Linked DNA regions of Capsicum annuum: region 1 is linked to region 2. A link is a contact called in public Hi-C data. All regions are on one chromosome and are shown on one strand. Each heading gives the region's core, a stretch centred on a gene start, on an enhancer-like site or on the middle of the called end of the contact. The rest is flanking DNA. Distances are from core to core; before and after follow the strand shown. Region 1 holds the start of LOC107868030 (glucan endo-1,3-beta-glucosidase 3). Region 2 holds the start of LOC107868010 (mitochondrial outer membrane protein porin 2).

The links. A called contact is a pair of places that touch in the nucleus more often than the background predicts.
Region 1: a contact with region 2 is called in a Hi-C map of placenta, with 4 times the contacts expected there. The contact joins the promoter of LOC107868030 here to the promoter of LOC107868010 in region 2. A contact is called at or near these places in 2 of 5 Hi-C or Micro-C datasets (leaf and placenta).

The regions. Positions count from the first base shown.
Region 1 is chr4:39,465,713-39,468,987 of UCD10Xv1.1, reverse strand. LOC107868030 (glucan endo-1,3-beta-glucosidase 3) reads right to left here and starts at 1,587. Exons shown (of 3, transcript XM_016714585.2): 1 at 1,316-1,587; 2 at 142-1,224. The coding sequence starts at 1,370.
Region 2 is chr4:38,519,579-38,522,860 of UCD10Xv1.1, reverse strand. LOC107868010 (mitochondrial outer membrane protein porin 2) reads left to right here and starts at 1,761. Exons shown (of 6, transcript XM_016714547.2): 1 at 1,761-2,043; 2 at 2,228-2,295. The coding sequence starts at 2,001.

The sequences.
Region 1 (3,275 bases), core at 338-2,837, 950 kb before region 2:
CAAAAAGGATTTTCGCAACTCTACAATTTCCACGTTACATATTTAAGATCACAAATTAAAAGACATTTTAATACATTCTACAAATCTTTAATTTAAGACTGCAAATCAAAGTCAAACAAACATATTGAAGGAAGTGCTTACTTGGATCAGAGTTGATGAGCATAGCTGTGCCTCCAAATCCACAAGTTCCACCAGTACTTTTAGTTTTCTGCCAGTAACTATTGAAAGCATAAGAAGCATGAGCCACAACAGTGTCAGGGTAATAACAGCTTCCAGTTGGACTAATAGCTTCACAATCAGCACCTCCCTCACCACATGCATAATCTAATGCCTCTTGCAATGTCTCTGGTGGTACACTAGGCTTAGCTACACACCATAGCCCATTACTACCATGCAGTCCTCCACCTCCTATTGCTGGTGCACCTACTGGACCCCCAACACCACCATGAGATGGAATACAAGGTGGCAAATGGGGTCCATAAGGACTAATAGGGTTGAACAATGGAGGTGCCATTTCAGGAGCAAAAGGAGGTGAAATGTTTCCAATTAATGGAGGAAGTGGACTGTTAGCAGCAAATGCTGGAGAAAGCTGATTTGGATTTGGAGCCAATGGGGTTGGCCTGGTAGGAATAGTGTATTTTGAGTCAAAAGTTGAGAGCTTTCTGCTTAAGGGTCTCATCAGTTTTGGGTTCTCACTAATCAAGAAAATCTTGCTTAGGCTGAAATTTCCTAACTTCTTCATAGATCCTAAATGGCTATTCATCAAAGTTTCAATTTTTTCATCCAAATCTCTTGCTGTGCTCACTACATAGGGTGCATTGACATGTTGAAAGAACTCAAGTAGAGGTTTAACATATTGTTCAGCCATATTTTGGTCCAAGCAGTAGGAAGAAAAAGAAGTGGACACTTTGATTTCAGTATGCAAACCCCACCTTGTAAGAGAGTAGTAAATGTTCTTGACTGATGGCAAGATTAAGCTCATTCTATTTTCTTGATCTTTTTGGCACAAAAGTGTGTGACCAGCAAGAATAGTAGTGATGTTGGTGGCTGGATAGTGAGCTAAAACATTGGTTCTTAGCCAATTTTCAGCTTCAAGAACACTAGTGGACACTCCATCAAGGTGTTCAATAGGCAAAGAAACTGCTATAGTAGCAATGTCAGTTCTTGGAAAACTTTGTAGTGGCACAAGACTTGAGAGCTTTACTGATTCATGACCAACTGCAGCTGCAAAATTAATTTTATGGAAATTTAAAAATCAGAAAAGTACATAAAGAAACAAACAAATAGAAAATGTAAAAGAACAAGATTCACTTACCATTTAAAGCAAAATAAAGAAAGAAAAGATGGGAAAAACACCAAAGCTTAAACATTATGTTCTGGAGAGTTGATATGAAGGAAATGGGGTTTGGTAATAATGTTACAATTTAGATGTTATTTTGAGAGTTCATTTACTTGATTTTTGTGTTAAAAAAAAGCTGTACGAGGGAAAAAAGATTGTGAGGGGGTGTAAAGCAAGGTACTGTTTTGTAGACAGGTACAAGTCTCACAGTTTGTCGTCCTTTGGCTAATTGTCTTTTAGCTTTCTTTGGAATATGTGCTTGGAATGGTAGTACCAAAATGTAGAGGTAGTGGAGGGAAACACTCGGGATAACTTGATGCTCCATCAGTCCCTCCATTTCAAAATCATTTAATTAACTTAGCTAATTTTAAAACTTCACTGAAAAAGTAAAAAAATTTACTAACAAATGTGGTAGGGACAGAGGGTTTATAACTTGAATTGCTGTAGAGCTTAAGAACATTATTAATAATTTAAATAATTTTGTAATTATTGAAATTTATAATTTTAAGCATAATATATTATTTGAATGATTACAAAATTGTAATCTTAAATATGATATTATAATAATTATGCGATCATGAAATTTTATTAAAGGGTAAAATTACTATATTTATACGATAGTTGTTTTAAATATTTATTAATATGTCCAGTATAGAGGTGTGAAATGTTGGTCATGAATTATTTTAGAAGAGGTAGAGATGTACTAAAAGTAGTGGGAGAAGGTGATTAGATATGACATAGTTTAGTTTCAGTTTATCAAAGACATGATCTTAAATAAAAGGGTGAGAAAAACATAAATTAGGATAAAAAGATAGGCAGTGTTTCTCTTGCTATCTCTCCATATCAGTAGTCATAGAATTCCCCATGTAGTTTATCTTTGGATTTTTGTTACTATTTATTGTTTCTTTTACCGCGATTATCATATTATTTTCTTGCAGTTTCCATTCTGCTATTAGTTGTTATTTTTGTTAGTGTCGGTTGTTTTTATACTTTTGTTACTTTCTTTTTCGAGATTGTTTTAGACTATCTGTTTGAGTCGATGATCTATCAAAAATAACACCCATCTCTAAAATAGAAATAAAATGTGCATATATATTTGTATATCTTTTTCACATCCCGCGTGAAACTACAATTGTTGTTGTATATGATCTGTGTTTGTTTGTATAGCTTTTTCACATCCCGCGTGAAACTACAATTGTTGTTGTATATGATCTATGTTTTAACAAACTATCAAAAGAGAAAATGTGTGAAGTAAATTAGAAAAGAGTAGCAACCAATAAAAAGGGAACTTAGTAAAATTTACAGTGAACACAAAGACCCAAAAGAGACAGAGACAGCAGTCAAAGAAGTTTGCTTTGTTCCGATATCCTGCTATGTGTGCTTTTAGACCATCGGTACGAGAGTCAATTTGTTCAGTTAAATTAAACAATACCGTTTGGTAAAAAGATGACTGACTAGGCTCCAAAGTATATTAGGGCATAAAGATTCTCAACTTACATTTTCCTTAAAATTTATACTCCTATGAATGCATTTTAATATGTTGTAGTACTACAATGTAATTTTGATCATAGAATTTCCTTTTAATGATTTTAAATATTTATTTTTTATGCTCGTCATTTCACCTATATGAGACTCTATATCTCCACTACTTCCTTTTAAAATTAATTAGCATATAAACATTTTGAAAAAAATGTCAAATAAAATTTTAACTTGTCTTTAATGAAGTTCAAAAAATCAAATCGAAGCCTTTCTCTTTCGTCGCTCTTTCGAACGATTTCAATCTTATCAAATACATCTTCAACATAAGAAAATGAATTCATGAAATCTATATTGCTATACTTCTATTTCAGATAAAAGCCAATTCCAAATCTGCAAGGATAAAGTAGAAATTTTATTTGAAAATCAAATTATCTGTAAGGTAAAGAATTCAAATTTG
Region 2 (3,282 bases), core at 512-3,011:
AAACAACTTCATTTATGATTTGATTCACAATAAAACTTATAAAATAAATAATACAAGATCAAATAGGAACCTGTATGATGAATTAAATGAATGTAAAAATAGAAACATATGTCTTCACCGGAAACTCGAACAAGACCGTGAACTCAAATCATCTTCTTTTCCTTATTTTCTCTGTTTGATATTTTTCCTTATTTTCTCTGTTTGATATTTTTCTCCTGATGATTTTGAATGTTTCACTCACTTTCTCTTTTTTTTTTACTCAACTTCTCTCTGATTTTTTTTTATCTAATTTAGGAATGTACGTTTTTTTTTTGTGTGTGTTTCTCCCTGTGTCTGCTAGTGAAATGTACGTAGGTTTTCTGGGGTTGGGAGTCTTTAAATAGAAGGATTTTGGGGAGAGTAGTTTAGGTAGTTTAGGATTTAAATTTTAAATTTTTTTTCTTTTTTTTTTTTATATAGGATAATGATCTCATTTTTTAATAAATAAATAAATTATATAAAAATAAATAATACTAATAATAATAAAAAAAATATTAACCAATTAATTTTAATACTTAAAAAATAAAAAATATAACTAACTTAAAATAAAATCACTGGCTTATTTATAAAAATCTAAATTAAAAGAAAAATATTTTTTGAAAAAATTTCATTTTATAAAAAATAAAAATATCTTAAAATGTAACTTTATTTATTTATTTTCAACTAAAACTTATTAACAATGAAATAAGAGTTAAAATAATATCGGATCAAATATAAATATTTAATATCAAAAAATATATATATATTAAATTCGGGAGGGTCAAAATCACAATCACGTGTCTACAGAGAGAAGAGATGAAAGGCAGATTTGGTCCCACTGGGCATGCCAGAATTTGTTGGACAATAAAATTCTCGAGGCCAAAAAATAAATAATTCGAGACAAGAAAATATTGCAACAATCAATTTATTGATTTCAATGCGAGTGTTACAATCTCTATGAGTCCTTTGATTCGCCTTTTCAAATATAAATTCAAGGTCTAATTAAATTTTGATCTTGAATTTGAACTTGATTTGATGGACGATCTTGACTTGTACTTGAATTCAAGGGCGTTTGAGTTTATTCTTGAATATTGTGGTCTTGATCTTGAATCTTGATTAAATTGATTTGGATGTTTGAGCTTTTAGAGAAATTGCGGCGTTTGATCCACGAGTTTTCTCTTGTTACTTGTTAGAGGTATGGGGGTGGGACCCTTTTTCTGAATTATGATACTCCTACGTATAGTTGTGGAAAAGGGAGAGTCATGATGAAGATGGACTTCCTTTGACCAATCAGATTTGAGTGATGTGTCACCTTTTATGGTCTTTGATTTCACGAGCCTGCTGCATCATTTTGACATGTGGCATGGTCTTATTGGATCTTTCCCTTGACTTAGCATGCCACGTCATTTGACACGTGGTGCTTATTTGGGTCTTTAGAATATGACAATATCTTAGGCTTAGTAAGATGGACTCATCATTTGTAACCCAAATAAATGAACTAACCCAAAAAAAATTGGATTTTAATTAAATTCATACATATTTGGACTTAAATAATTAATCCAATTATATTAGTCCATAATATTTATTTGAGACTAATATATTTTGAATTTAATATAATTCAAATTTCGTATGAATTTTAATTTAATAAAATTACATCGCCCACAGATTGATTTATATCTTTATTTTTTTCTTTTAAAATGTATGTTATATTTCAACAATTCAATTATTTTAAAAATAATAAAATAGAAAAAACAAATGGAAAGAAAATGACACGGAGGATGAGTAGTTGACGTTCGCTCATTCGCGAGTATAACGGGTCGACGTTCTTAATCCCTTTTGTCTTGTCCACCACGAAAATCCAATAAATTAAGCCTTCAATTTCTTTCCTCTCTCCTTCTCTTTCTTTCCACAACACTACACCAATTAGATCGAATTGAATTGAATTGAATTGAGTTTTCACTTTGTTCTGAGAGAAGAAGAGCATGGGACCTGGACTCTTCTCTGATATCGGCAAAAAAGCGAAAGGTAATTTTCCCCAACTCATTTAGCTGCTTACAATACACCCCTTTAGCACTTTCCGTAACCCCGCGCATAACATGAGCTTTAGGGCATTAGACTGCCTTTTTTCTTTTAGGTGTTGATGAGGTAGGATTGTTTTTTGAATAATGAAAGATAAATTTTATGTTGCTGTTGTTTGAATTGTTGATAGATCTGCTGACGAAGGACTATATCTCGGATCAGAAATTGTCTATCTCTACCTATAGTGACACTGGAGTGGTAATTATTACTTCCTTCTATGTTACCTCTATTTTGTTCTTCATTTTTTTTTTTGCATAATTCTGCTCTAGCATCTGACTTAGTTCTCATATCCTTTAAGGGTCGTTTGGAACGAGAGATAAGTGATAATAATTTTGGTATAAATGCAGGATTATTTTATCCAACATTTGGTAAGGGTTATTAATTAGTTCCGGGAACCATTTGTTCTAAAATGATAGGGATAAATCATAATTGGTGGGATAAAATAATCGCAAGTTGAATGGGATAAGATGGGATATGTTAGTATGAAGTTTGAATTAGATTTATACTATGTTTGGTTTACAGTATAAATTTATCACAAATTTATATCGTCAATCAACCAAACAAATACTATGTTCTCATATACTCTAAGTGGTCGTTTGTAACGAGGGACAATAATCCCGAGATAATTTTCATCCTGCGTTTGTTTAGGGGCGTTAATTAGTCAAACGAACTACTACAAATGGTGGGAGTTATCCCTTACTATATGTCTAGATTTTGAGATTCAAAGTCTTTTTTGGCTCCAGTTTTTCAATTTTGTGAAGCGGATGTCTATTTTCCGACTGTAAATGACCTTTTCTTTGTCTAATTTGTGTGTGGATTCTTCTGAGCTTGATGAGGAAACAGTTCTAGATGTTATATGGTACATTAATTGACATCAACAACTTTGGTTTATATCGAGCATATTTGTTGTTTGTTTATTTGTGTTATTTTTCCTGTTTTGGTAATGATATTGCCAAATGCAATGTTTTTTATTCAGCCGTATCACAATTGGTTTAGTACACAGCATGTGTTGTATTCAGCGGTTAAACTCAATAAAGGAAACGTGTTATTAGGAAATGTCGTTTAGTAATAGTGTAATAATAGCTTATCTATATCCATAACCAGGAAACTGCAACAACAACAACAACAAACCCAGTATATTCCCACATAGTTGGGTCTGGGGAGGGTAGAATGTACGCAGTCCAC